Linked DNA regions of Zea mays: region 2 is linked to region 1. A link is a contact called in public Hi-C data. All regions are on one chromosome and are shown on one strand. The core of a region is the stretch at or near the end of the contact, and the rest is flanking DNA. Distances in the headings are between cores, read along the strand shown. Region 1 has its middle 28 kb from the start of LOC100272440. Region 2 holds the start of LOC100279195.

The links. Hi-C and Micro-C count contacts between places; a contact is called where the count stands out from the background.
Region 2: a contact with region 1 is called in a Hi-C map of tassel, with 2.1 times the contacts expected there. The contact joins the promoter of LOC100279195 here to the enhancer-like site in region 1. A contact is called at or near these places in 5 of 25 Hi-C or Micro-C datasets (bundle sheath, ear, leaf and 1 more).

The regions. Positions count from the first base shown.
Region 1 is chr1:171,566,791-171,573,278 of Zm-B73-REFERENCE-NAM-5.0, forward strand. No RefSeq gene overlaps it. Among protein-coding and RNA genes, the nearest start is that of LOC100272440, 28 kb to the left of the region's middle. Within about 2 kb of position 3,756, at least 15 of the 20 cell types and tissues checked have an H3K27ac peak or open chromatin away from gene starts, as enhancers often do. A contact at or near this core is called in bundle sheath, ear, leaf and 1 more, where this site is marked.
Region 2 is chr1:171,818,539-171,825,026 of Zm-B73-REFERENCE-NAM-5.0, forward strand. LOC100279195 reads right to left here and starts at 2,330. Exons shown (of 12, transcript NM_001366050.1): 1 at 1,916-2,330; 2 at 1,714-1,799; 3 at 1,321-1,395; 4 at 1,017-1,145. The coding sequence starts at 2,107. It overlaps LOC100282270, which reads left to right and starts at 2,723. Exons shown (of 7, transcript NM_001367061.1): 1 at 2,723-2,833; 2 at 3,529-3,992; 3 at 6,467-6,488. The coding sequence starts at 3,534.

The DNA of each region.
Region 1 (6,488 bases), core at 2,506-5,005:
GTTTACATGCTATTTTTCCGATGTACAACTTATAGCACACTCTTCTACTTGCTTCGTTATAACATGAATGCAGTATATAACTATCTCTCTCATATGATTTAAGATAATATACAAATATATTACATATATAAATATATGAACTTAATTAGTTTTGTCTAAATTATAAATATTAAAATGGAATTCAATTCCAATGAAACAAACAAGGCCTAAATGTTTTAGTGATTAGATGGCCAACACATATTATTTTGGTTAATATGTGCTAAGTGCTAAAGAGATGCAAATCAAGAATCAAGGTATGACTCTAGCCTTAGTCAATTGTTTTTTGGTACTAATATATTCCTGTAAGTGCTAGGAACCTTGTCAAGTCAAATGAGATTTGATTGGAGAAGTTTGGTACCAGTCTGCGGTGCACTGGACTGTCCGGTGTCCAGCAGCGAACTTGCTGCTCTTGAGAAATCGTCGAGGGCGCTACGGCTATAATTCACCGGACTGTCCGGTGTGCACTGGACTATTCGGTGAGCCAACAACGTCCGGGCCAATGGTCGGCAGCGCGATCAGCGGGCGACGCGTGGCCAGAGCCAACGGTCACTAGGCCACACCGGACTGTCCGGTGTGCTAAGGGGACCGAGGGCTCAACGGTTGGCTTCGCTAGAGAAGGAAAGAAATCCGGCAATGTTCATGTCCGGTGGTGCACCGGACTGTTCGGTGCGCCAACCGATAGAAGGCAAGAATTGCTTACCAAATGAAGATCCAACGGATCCTAGCTGCCTTGGGGCTATAAAAGGGACCTTTAGGCGCATGGAGCACAACATTAAACCTCCATTGAACATCCTAAGACGCCTACACTCCGCAAGCACGTATCCGGATCATTGAGATTGAGATTTGAGCACTTGTCGAGTTGTGAACTCGTTGCGCTGTGTTTTGTGTGCTCGTGTCTTGCCTTGTGTGCGTGACTTTGCTGCGACTCTAGCCTTTGCGTGTGTTTCTTTCCCTCCCTTACTCTTGTGGTTTTCATTGAGATCAATCTTGTAAGGGTGAGAGACTCCAACTTGTGGAGATTCCTCGCAAAGGGAAAACATCTGCTAAAGAAGTAAGTCGTGGTATTCAAGTGGATCATTGGATTGCTTGAAAGGGGTTGAGTGCAACCCTCATCCATTGGGACGCCACAACGTGGAAGTAGGCAAGTGTTCTACTTGGCCGAACCACGGGATAAAAATCGATGTGTCACTTGTTGCTATTCTTGTGCGATCTCCTACTCACTTGATAATTGCTCTAAGTTTAATACTCACTTTGTGAAGAGAAATTAAGTGAAGAAGTCACCTCTCGTGTCATAACACCTTGGTTTGATTTCACTAACATTTCATAAACCAAGTTTGTGGCGTTTAAAGTTGACTTCTACAGGATCACCTATTCACCCCTCCCCTCTAGGTGCTCTCAATTGGTATCGGAGCCATACTTGTGACAACCCTCCCAAGTTATTAGGCCCACATGCACTAATCCTTGTCATTAACGGCCTCAGATAGCTATGCACGTGTACCGTGTAACTTAACAAGGCTATCGAGTTCATCAACTTGAACTCATCATCCCAAGGATCTCCCACATTCATGTATATTACAGTAACCACATTCGATACACACACTTCGGAGATAGAGCGGAAGACTTTACAAATGTACTTTATATTTCCAAAACTCAAGTTTTACAACATAAAAAGAGTTATAATTATTACAAGTCCTGATATACTCAAAGTGCATAACTTATTACCATAGCAGGAAGGTAGAACCCTTCCAAAGTTCACACATAAACCTAACTAATCCTCCTTCAAGACTGGAAGCATCTTCCAGCCATAGGGACAACTAGAAAGCTCCTGATTACCTGCAACAACATGGGTTCGAAAACCCTGGGTACGAAGTGTACTTTCGCAAGTCTTACCCGACTAAGGAAAAAGACTCTCAAGGATATGCTGGATTCGGGAATCAAGGAAAGGCTTTTAGCAAGAATCAACTTTAATAGTTTGCAGAAAGCTTACTAAAATGAGTCCTTATTTTCAACATTTTAATGCTAGTTTAAGTATTAATAGACTTTGTTTGCATCTAGTCTAAATTCATCATCACATTCATCAATACAACATGATTTTTGCTCATTATGATTCCATCCATGACTTAGATTGCAAGTCAGTGACCAAGTCTCCATTATCCGAGGATATAACGACGACCTGAATCGATTTATCCAGCTGGGGATCCCTAACCACACGACATATGTAGCACTTAACCCTTGCATATGCCAACCCGCCCCTGCTATCTCAAGACCAGACCGGGTTCAACCCAACCGAGAGCACATTTACTCCACCGTCCAACCTCTTGCCACGGAGGGTACACTCTACTCTCGCCATCTCTCCACTCCCATTGCGTGGTAGCCTTTTTGGTATTGTTCAAGCTGAGATTAGGCTTACCCTATCCCATACCAGGGCATGTGGCTAGTTAATATAGTCCTCGATAAGTAGACCTACATTCCCTATAATCCTTAATCAACCTGGGCAGAACATCACCAGTTCCTAGCCCAAGTCTCGATTTAAGTACTTCCATCCTTAGGATTTTTTGTGTTCCTTAGGATGATTAAAACATCATAGGGAACTTTGTATTAGATCTCCCAATGATCCTGGTTAAAATATTCTTGTAGGTAGAGCCATCCTTCCTCAGGATAAACCTGAGCTGGGCATTAGTGCAAAGGACAAACTCTATCTGCAAGATTTACCTCTAGGCAGGGCTAAGCAATTTTTGTAAACAATATTTGATACTTCCAAAGAAGTATCTATAAAAGGAATGGATATCAAGGTAGTCAATGCATCAAATAGTTTCCAAGCAACTCCTATAAACTTAATGCACATTTCACTAGACTTAAAGTGTATAAAAGTCTTTTTAAAAATACAAGGAAGGGGCAAATGCACCGGAGCTTGCCTTTGTTGCAGAGAAGAGGCTTCAGATCCCACTATCAACTACTTAGTTAGATGGCTCCTCCACTTGATCAGCAGATACTAGAATAGACTCCTCCTTCAAACACCACTTCTTCTAGGTGTTCTACAAGTCAATTACAAATATATGAATGCTTATATAATGGTATGAAATGCAAACTCTCATAAAGAGAGGTGGGGAACAGAAACACTTCAACTAAAGCGCATGACAAGAATACACATATTTCTTAACACTCGATTAAAGTGGCCAATTTGAATTCACTTAGGTAAACCAGGGAATTAATCAAACTTATATCTCATCCAAAAGCTTAAAACTTCTTAAGCAACTTCATCTCTTCACTAAACTACTAGATGTATTTTTTCATAGGTGAAATCCTTTTCTTTTTTGGGCAACAATTATTTAGCTAAGCAAATCATATTCAAACAGTTCCAAACTTTGCCTAAGAGTTCATATTCTGGTAACAAGTCTCTCAAAAAAATTCTACAATTTTTGGTGTTATCCTCTTATTTATAAAATTAATATAAGCCTTCCAAGAGCACCTTAAATTCACTTAAAATTTACTAACTAATCTAAAAATCCTAAAACCAACTTTAACAGAGAGCTCTTGATTTTATACATCCAACAAAATTTGTCCCACTTTTTTTGGATTCTTCTACAATTTGGGGCATAATTGGTAAGTCTTCTGGTAAAAGAAAAAAAAACAAACTGTGAGCAGTTTCGGGTCCCAAGCCGGCCCATTCCGCAGCGCAACAGGACAAAGTCGGCCTGCGGCCGGGGAGCCCGCGCTGGCTCTGTCCACTTTGCGCTAGGACCCTTGCAGATCAGAATAAATAGCCCGAGCTTCAGCCACTGTTTACACGTGTCGCTGACCGTTGCACATAAGACCCTAGGTTTCCACTCTTTCACAACTGCTTGGATTCGATGCTCCGCCATCCACTCCGGCGAACAGGCAATTATGGTCACGACGGCGCTAACCTCCAGCACTCCCAAACTACTACTAAAACACGTCCACAGCCAACACAAATCGGTCTCAAGCTCTCCACACCCCCGCCAAGCCCCAGGCGTCGCTGGCCACGACACCAGTGGAATATCGACCCCGGCGTACTCGATCCCAGGGCAGCAGTATTGTAGAGCTCCAACTAGAAGCGTAGAGAGCATTATGAACCTTCCAGCAACTCAGTGCTTGCGCGAAATCATCCCGGGAAGACGCGGTTGAACGGGTCGACAGTAGAACTGTCCATGACGCCGCTGGTCTGAGGTGACGACCGGACGGACTTCATGCGGCCGTGCAACTCCCTGGAATGTTCTGGCTATGGTGTGGTGAACTCGGTGGCTGTGGTCACCACAAACACAGGAAGACAGCGCACACAGCTCTGGAAGTGACCAACCAAAAGACTGGGAAGGGGGTTAGCATCACCATGAACACAAGAATCACACACCCTCACTGTCGTCTATGGCTAGAACTCAAGGTAGAGTGAACAGCTCTACTGAATCCAGCCCATGAGCACACTAAATATGGGCAGGTATCACTGAACACGCAGGTAGGGACATGGAGCTTCACTTAGACCCGTTGAAGGAGCACTTTGGGGCATGCCAGCACTGCCCGACCTATTATACGTGTCCCCCATGCACTCACTCCACACAAGTTCACAAGCTCAGCTAGCCTAGGACATTGAACTTGATCTACGTCACAAGCAAAATATCCAACCTTGATATTTCTGCAGGAAAAGAGGACTCTAGACTTCAGTTATCTACTCCACCTCTATCTTAACTCGAGCACACCAGTTAGGTACAGGAAAGTGACAAGATCTTTTCTTCCATTCCAACCTGATCCAAAGTTTAGAACCCCCCTTCTCTTGCCTGACCACTTAGATCGATATTTGCAACAGGGGTGAGATCTCTAGAATGGCTCACAGGTGCAATACAAATATCCAGACTGCCCAGGAATTCAGACAATAAGAAAAGCAGATAAGGGCTCATTGCCCCCCCCCCCCCCCCCCCCCCCCCCAAACAGTCCAAAACTTTGATATTTCTCGATGGAGCTGAGGTCTCTAGCCCCTTGACTAGGCACCTCGACACTATCTCCACCTAAACACATCAGGGAAATCAGCAGGGACAATAGGATCTTCTGCAGTTTTCAGCTCCAACCTAGATCACTGGACCAACTTCATCAGCTACCACTGCTCCATTCCTCTCCTCCATATTCATTCCCTGGCATCTCACAATTCCCCTCATAACAGACCTACCATGCTTAGTAGAAATTATTCTCTAAACATAGCTCTACCAACTTGGGATAGCAACCCATAACTGAAAACATATAGAACAAAAGTTATGGTACCCAAAGTACAGCCAATGTCACTGAAAATTCAGTTTCAGAAATCTGAAACAGCATCACACTTAGTCTGACAGAGGGTTTTGTCACTCCTTTTTCTACAAATTCTACACAGTAGCAAGCCAACACTTTGCATAAGACTTGCTCTCCTTCAAACGGTCTTTGACTTTACCATAGAGCTCTTAATCAAAATATCCATGGATTAATTACCACAGAGCTCCAAAGGTGAGTAAAAACTCACTAAATTACTTAGAAAAAGTCAACTAAATCTGCATACCTTTTGGCTGACAGAGCAAGTTTAGAGGTGTTTTACTCCCACTTTTATGTAGAACCAATTCCAAACCTCTTTATAAAACATATTCTCTGTACTATGGGATCCAACTTTGCCACATATTTCATAGTCCAAAACCACAAAAGTTGGTCGCAATAGGGCTCTAAACTTTGCATCACTTACTGATTTCAGACTTTCAGTTCTGAATAGACTAAGTCACCAACCACCTGACAATCAAACTTTGATCTGCTGTTACACCACTTTTTATGTGGGATCATGTCCATCATTCTTTAATAAAGTTGTTCATCGTTAGGTGGTCTTCACTTCCCCTACAAACACCTCAGTCCAAAACCTTATATAACAACCACAAAAGGGCTCCAAACTTGGCAACATACAACAAATTTCAGAACTGAACCAAATGCAGTTAAAGCACTGTCTGTCTGTCCGACCTTGAGCAAGCTTTCTCTCCAACTTTTGTGTAGGATCAAACCAAAGTCACTTAAGGAGACTTATTCACCATCATATGGTCTTTAATTACTCTATATACTCTATAGCCCAAAACCTCATGGGTTAGGCACAATTGAGCTCAAAAAACAGCTACATATACTGAAATCTCAGTTTCAGTTCACTGTTCCCAATCTGAAAACTCAAAAAGTCTGACAACCCCACTTTGGATCACCTTTTCTCATAGTTGTATATAGTTCCAGAGCTGTCACACTTAATAAAAGTTTCTCTCCTATACTTATTCTACAATTTTGCTATAGTGGTCATTAACCAAAACCTCTTGGATTCCAAACTACAATAGCCCAAAGTTTGCTCCAAATGCTGAAATTCAGGCTCTGAATTTCACTGTCTGAAATCCACAATTTTTGACAGCTTTACTTTGGACCAGTTTTACTCAAAGTTCCAAATAGTT
Region 2 (6,488 bases), core at 1,080-3,579, 250 kb after region 1:
AGGGTTTGAGTTTTGCTTAGATCATATATGTCATCGAACAGTATTGCAATTCATCGGTTTGTGAGACCCCAACTCGTGATCAACACAATTTTTCTTGCGTTCTACCTGTTCTTGCTTGTGTTCTTGATTGCGCTTGCAGGGATAAGCCTTCGTGGCGAGGTCACTCGTGTGTCATAGGTGATAACCAACGGAGCAGTGGTGTAGTGATTGCGAGGATCAGTTCGCTCGGAGCCTTGGATCATCAACGTCGAAATCTCCACCCAATCAAGTTATCATACCTCACGAAAGATTGGGCCTCGCCTTCTATCAAAGGTCATTCTGATTATGCTTTGAACTAACATTTTATGCTTTGAACTAAACATTTCAATTCGAAAGCACATGTCTATTATACGTGAGAATGAGATGAAGCACACAGGAGAAAGAGTCTCTAGCGTAATGGCTAACACTTCCGAGTAGCACCTCCAGGTCCCGGGTTTGATCGGGGCCAATTTCAGGCTTGGCTAATAAAATCCCCTCGATGTGCCCCGCCCGCTCTCGGGTTACGTCCTACGCGTCACCCTCCGGCTGAACCATTGCAGAGTGGGCGATAACAGCCCGCTAGTGATGCGGGGTCAGGGTTTAAAGATTTTCTCGGCCAACACCATGTTTCGGTCTCTTCTTAAGACAATACCGAGAGGACAGTCTTTCTCTCCCCGGCCAACTTTTTTTTTTAAGATGAAGCACACAACTTTTTGGTCTCTTCTACAAGATGGTTACAAGAAAGAACTAATCAATAAGCAGCTCTGTAATTTGATCAAATTAAGAATCCAATAATAGCTGATTAAGCACGGTTCATCTAATTGCAATCACAACAGCCATAGAAACATGATTGTATATAAGGTGTATGATGTTCAACAAACACTAAGCCAGAAAAAGAGAGGGGAAAACATCCACGTTACATACGGACAAAACCACAACAGTAAAAGAATGGTGCTGCAGGAATGGTGAAAACACTTATAGGCAGACAGAACGGTTACCTTTTCAGCAAACTAATTGCCTCAAGAGCACCCAGAACTCCAACAACACCATCAAATTTGCCTGAGAATGGAATGGCATCAACATGAGATCCAGTTGCAACTGCTCCTAGTCCAGGCTCGGAACCCTCCCTGTAGAAGGTTGCAATGTTCAATGGGCATGAGAATTCCAGCACACAGCAAATTTAACAAAATCAAGAGACTTTTCAGCCAGATGCACAATTTACAGCAAAATCCTTGTATGCTTCCTAAATCCAAAGAAATGAACCAAGAGCAGAGAATCCAAGGGCAGTCAAGACCAACTCACCAGCGGCCAAATATGTTACCAACAGCATCTTCTCGAACAACAAGGCCAAGTTGATTCATTATCCCTTTTATATACCTAGAGAACACCAGAAGCACACGTCAACAATCAGCGAAGGTGGGCATGGATGCGTGTTCTAGTTGCTGCACAGTTGTGGCTACAAATATCACAATAGAAATGAGATGCCCACTTTGTCAAATTAACTACTATCTGAACCCAGAATGGTGCAAACTGAAGTCGATTGAAGATTGATCGTTGATGTCACCAGCATCAAAGGTCACTCAAGCGTGGCACGTTTTACAGCCAAATCGATTACAAGCACACTGACTAATGCCGAGTCGGTTCTTTCGTTCAATCGCTTGTTCTCACGACGACGGATAATCTCAACTGGGTTACCTTCGAGCCTGCACATCCTTGTCGGTGTACAGAACGCGGGTCACGGACGGCGCGGGCGAGTCGGAGAACGAGGCCAGTTCATCGATCTGCGAAAAAAAAATCACGCGCCGTTAGAATCCAACACCTCAATGCACAGCCATAGCCTGCACTACGACCGCGCCGCAACGCGAAGGGTGCCGTGCGCCCGTGCCCCAGTGCGCACCTGACGCTGGAGGCCCTCGGAGTCGACGTGGAAGTCGCTGGAAGGGCCCTCGCCGTCGTCGGAGGCGGGGAAGCCGGCGAACTGCTCCATCGTCCGCCGCGCCGCGGCGTCATCGTTGGCCGCGGCGGCGCTGATGACGAGGAGGAAAGCGAGGAAGACGAGGCGCGACGCGGCGTTCGGCTTCGACGGCATGCTTCGTTGTTCGGCTGGCTGCTCTGCTGGGTTCGATGGAACAGGGAGGGCTACTTGCCTACTTCGGGAGGCTAGGGAGATTTGAACGGCGGGCGGGGGAGGTGGGAGTTGGGACTTGGGAGTGGGAGACAACGCGACGGCACTACTGCTGTTGCTGTTGGTGGTGACCTGACTGCTGCGTGCTGACGAGGAAGACGACACGGAGGCGGTGGCTGCATCTTCAAGATCACGAGCGCCATCCTATTTTGTTTTACTACTTTTTATCAGAAAAACCTATTCACGAGTGGAGCTGCGGCGCGGGCCATCCCGGATTCTTTGGTGATGATCGCCTGCGCTGTGCAACTGCGGGCTGCGGCGCAGGTGTGCTTGAGGCTTCGTTGGGAATCTTTGACGGAGCAGAGGATCCTTCGGCCCCTCCAGGATCCGGGTCCATGGGACCCACGTATCAGTGTCTGGCTCAATAGAAGCCTGTGCAGTGAAACAATGAGAAGAGCTCGAGCTCAAGTATTCTCAGCCCATGGGCCGCACATACGGCCGGACAAGTAAACGCTAAGGCCGCATCCAGCTTTAAAATCAAAACCAGGCCGCACGAGCACACTCTCTCCTCTCGCTCGCGTCCGCACAAATCCCGTGCTCCCCCGTCTGAAAACCCTCCCCACCTCCGGCGGCGGCGGCGGCGCTGGCGACCGGGTGTCTTCTCCGGCGAGTCTCCCCCCTAGTAACAAGGTTCGCGCGCACCCCTCCTAATGTCCCCTTTTCATCCGTACGCGGTCGCGTGCTGCGCGGCAGCCCTAGCGAGCGGCGAAGTGCTCCGAGGCTGGCAACTAGGGTTTGAGTGCGCGTGCAGTACCCTTGTGCTCGTGTGCCTGCTTCATGGATGCATGCTTCATAGATGGTTGGTTCATGGATGCGACTGCGTCTGGACGTTTGGATCGATTTATTATAGTGCCCGTTTGGGGGCACGTGGTGTGAGCTCACTGCTCTGCTGCTGATTAGGGTGTACTGTCTGTGCTCTTTCTCGTCTTCTAGTGGCCTGATTGTGCCTGCATACAGAGCAACCAAGCTCATGGCATGCAGGTGTGATGTGTTTGGTTGTAGACCGGATGGACGCAGCCAGGCTCAGGCTTATTTCTTGTTTGGTTCCCTACATATGCAGCTGAGCTTTTCTCTCCTGATGCAACGGGCCAGGCTCTGGAGATGCGACCTAGTTACCTAAATTTAGGTATCCATGGAGCCAGGCTCCCATGATGCACGGCCAGGCAGATATTGCAACAAATCGGACCCTAAAATTGTGTGGTTATTAGTTTTCTTGCACTGCCTTAGCTTTTTCTCCCACTCTTTCGACTCCTGCAGAGCTCATATTTGAGAGGTACTATGCATCTTTATAATTAACTTGAGCTTGGTTGCTTGGTTGTTTCCAGAAAATATGGATGTACCTGTTGATGACCCTGTGGAGAACCTCACTGGAAGTCCTAGTACCCTTGGCAATGAGGAAGAAGCCACTACTTATGCTAATGTGCAAGATCAGTCCAAGGAAGAACCAGAAAAGCTTTACGAGGAACCCAAAGACCCAATGCAAGACGAGTTGGGTAACCAAGGGCATGTGAGCATGAACAATGAAGATGTGGGAGGCCAGAACAAAGTGGACCAAGCTACCCCCACAGAGCACGGCGAGGAAGCTGGGGTGAAGCAGCATGATGCTACAGTTCCTGATGACAAGAAATGGCCTGGGTGGCCTGGAGAGAGTGTGTTCCGTATACTGGTTCCTACCACAAAGGTGGGTGCCGTCATTGGGCGCAAAGGGGATTTCATCAAGAAAATGTGTGAGGAATCAAGAGCCCGCATCAAGGTTCTTGAGGGACCACCAGCTGTGCCAGAAAGAGCTGTAAGCCTTTCACTATCTTCTTTAACTGGTTGCATTACTATTACAAATGCTTTGCAGTCAGTATGGCCAGAAGAGCCCTCTAGGCATGTTAGTGTTCATGTGAAAGAATCACTTTCAGTTGTTGCCTACACCAATAACTATGCTATGTTGTTTAGTTAGAAGACCTAGATTAGACATGTATATAGTTTGTGGCATATTGATGATTATTTCCTTTTTATATGTCTTGAAGATTGAATCAGCTAGAAAACGTTTCTAAGCATATAAAAATGACAGACTTAGTGCCAGAGGCTCCCACACGAGTAGGGTCTGGGGAAGGGATAAACCGAGGGTCGAGGCAAGCCTCCCCCACGAATGTGGGGAGGCATCTTCAAACCCGCTACCTGGTGACTGAGTGAGACAGCTCTCACCACTGCACCAGGTTTGCCCTTCTAGTTTTCAAGCATATAAATTGCTATTATATTTTCTTGACCGCTGATACTATGCATTCCGTCAACTGATGCTTTGTGAACATGGTAATTAATGGATCTGCAATAGTTTAGTCCTTAATATGTATTATCTGGACGTTCTTGACTTGATTTCAATAATCTAAACTGTTATTTAGTAGTGAAAAAGGCCTTGTTGAATCTGGAAAACTTGCTGGAAGTTGTATAAATGAACAGGAACTAGTTACTAAAATTTTGTACCTTACAATGTAATTGGACATGCATCTGCAGCTGCAGATTATTGCCTCCTTTCTGAAGTGAATGCTCTGATAATATTTTTTATAAGCTGAAACAGTTCAACTTAAGGATCAGGTGTATATAGTGCCCCAGATAATTGGAATCATGTCATCATATTGACTCCTGTGCAATTTTATATTAAGATGAGATTTGATCATCCAAGTTACTACAGTGGAAGTTGTATACTAGTAACATTAGGTACCTGCCCATAGGGAATGGCTATGTGCTGGAAAGTTTAGAAAAAAAATTGAACATAGATTTCAAGATTATAAGTGAAATCCCTTTAAGGTTTGCTGTGGAATGGAAATAGTTATGCATAATTTTGGATTTTTTACAATGACCACAAAACTTGGATGCAAGCAAATGAAAGGGGAAAAATCTCTCGTCTGTAAGAAGTATGACTATAATTGATTATCAGACAGAAATAGTAGCTTTGCCAAATTGTACACTATTCTGAAGATATATATTGTGTACACTAGTTAATTATCAATAATGTTCGATGTCTGCATGGACCAAATAGTTATGATTGCATACATGAATGTCCTTCATTCTAAAAGATCGGATCGATTATTAAATGATATACTGATTTTGACCAACTCAGTAGTAACGCGGACTAAAATAAAATAATATGACATGGTTCTTTAGTTAACTGTATATTGTGGGGCCTATTAACACATTCTAGTTGCTAACCCTAAAAGTTAGTGCACAAATAAAGGCACTCAAACTAACAAGGAACAGATTGTTAGCAAGATGGCTTTCAAGTACAGAACATAATAGTCTTGTCAAAAGTAACAAACTAATCTTTGCAGGTTCTTACTGCTGTCTAAGGCCTCAAGTTGAGTCATTTGTGTATCCAAATCCCAAAATAGATGTACAATCATGGTTACCAAAGTACAGTCTTGTGCTCCTCTGCTGCACATGTGGTTTAAGCCTTATGAATATTGGATGAAGATCCCTGTGAAGAAGCTGCACTTTTTGTCTGGTAATTCCATGACCTGTTTGCTTTGACCAAAAAGGCATCAGTATTTAACAATGGAAGACTAAAATATTGCACAGAACCTTAATATTAAGTACTAATCATTTCCTAAATAATGCTCTGATATTTTATAAAGAATTGGGAACAACAAACAAAGAATATGAATATATAGTCCTCAACTCGATGCTTCCCCTTATATTTTGGGGGACTTGGTTTTGCTGAAACAATATTGTAATATAACATTGTCATTTATCAATATCATCAAACAATACTTACACTGACTTTAAAAATAGATCTATTGTTTTTGCTCTTTGGGATTAAGAGCTGCCTATGATAAAATAAAAATGCAGATTGAAGTAGATTGCTTGTATCCGAAATTCCATTATACATACACATTAGCAAGTAGCAACAACAGTCTTGATACATGTACAATAGTTAAGGAAAACTATTGATGCAGTTAAGGACATGTCCGTTGCTTTAATCAGAGGGCATTGCCTCATGTTGGTGAGTGACTGCATGCAATTATGTATGTTTTTCTCAGAAATTGTAGTTGGAACCCAGCTAAATGTGTATAAATATAACCATTACCATTTCCTCTACCTACAGCAGGATGGAAATACTGTCCTTACACCATCGTTTTCTTTCATAATAAATACTGTCCTTATACCATCAATTCCTTTCATAAGTCTTTGGGCATGTTGCTATTAACTAATCTTTCTCTGTCTAACATACTTTTGTTCCTACTTGATGAGATCTTGATACTGCTTTCCTGTTCAAAGGTAATGATTTCAGCAAAGGATG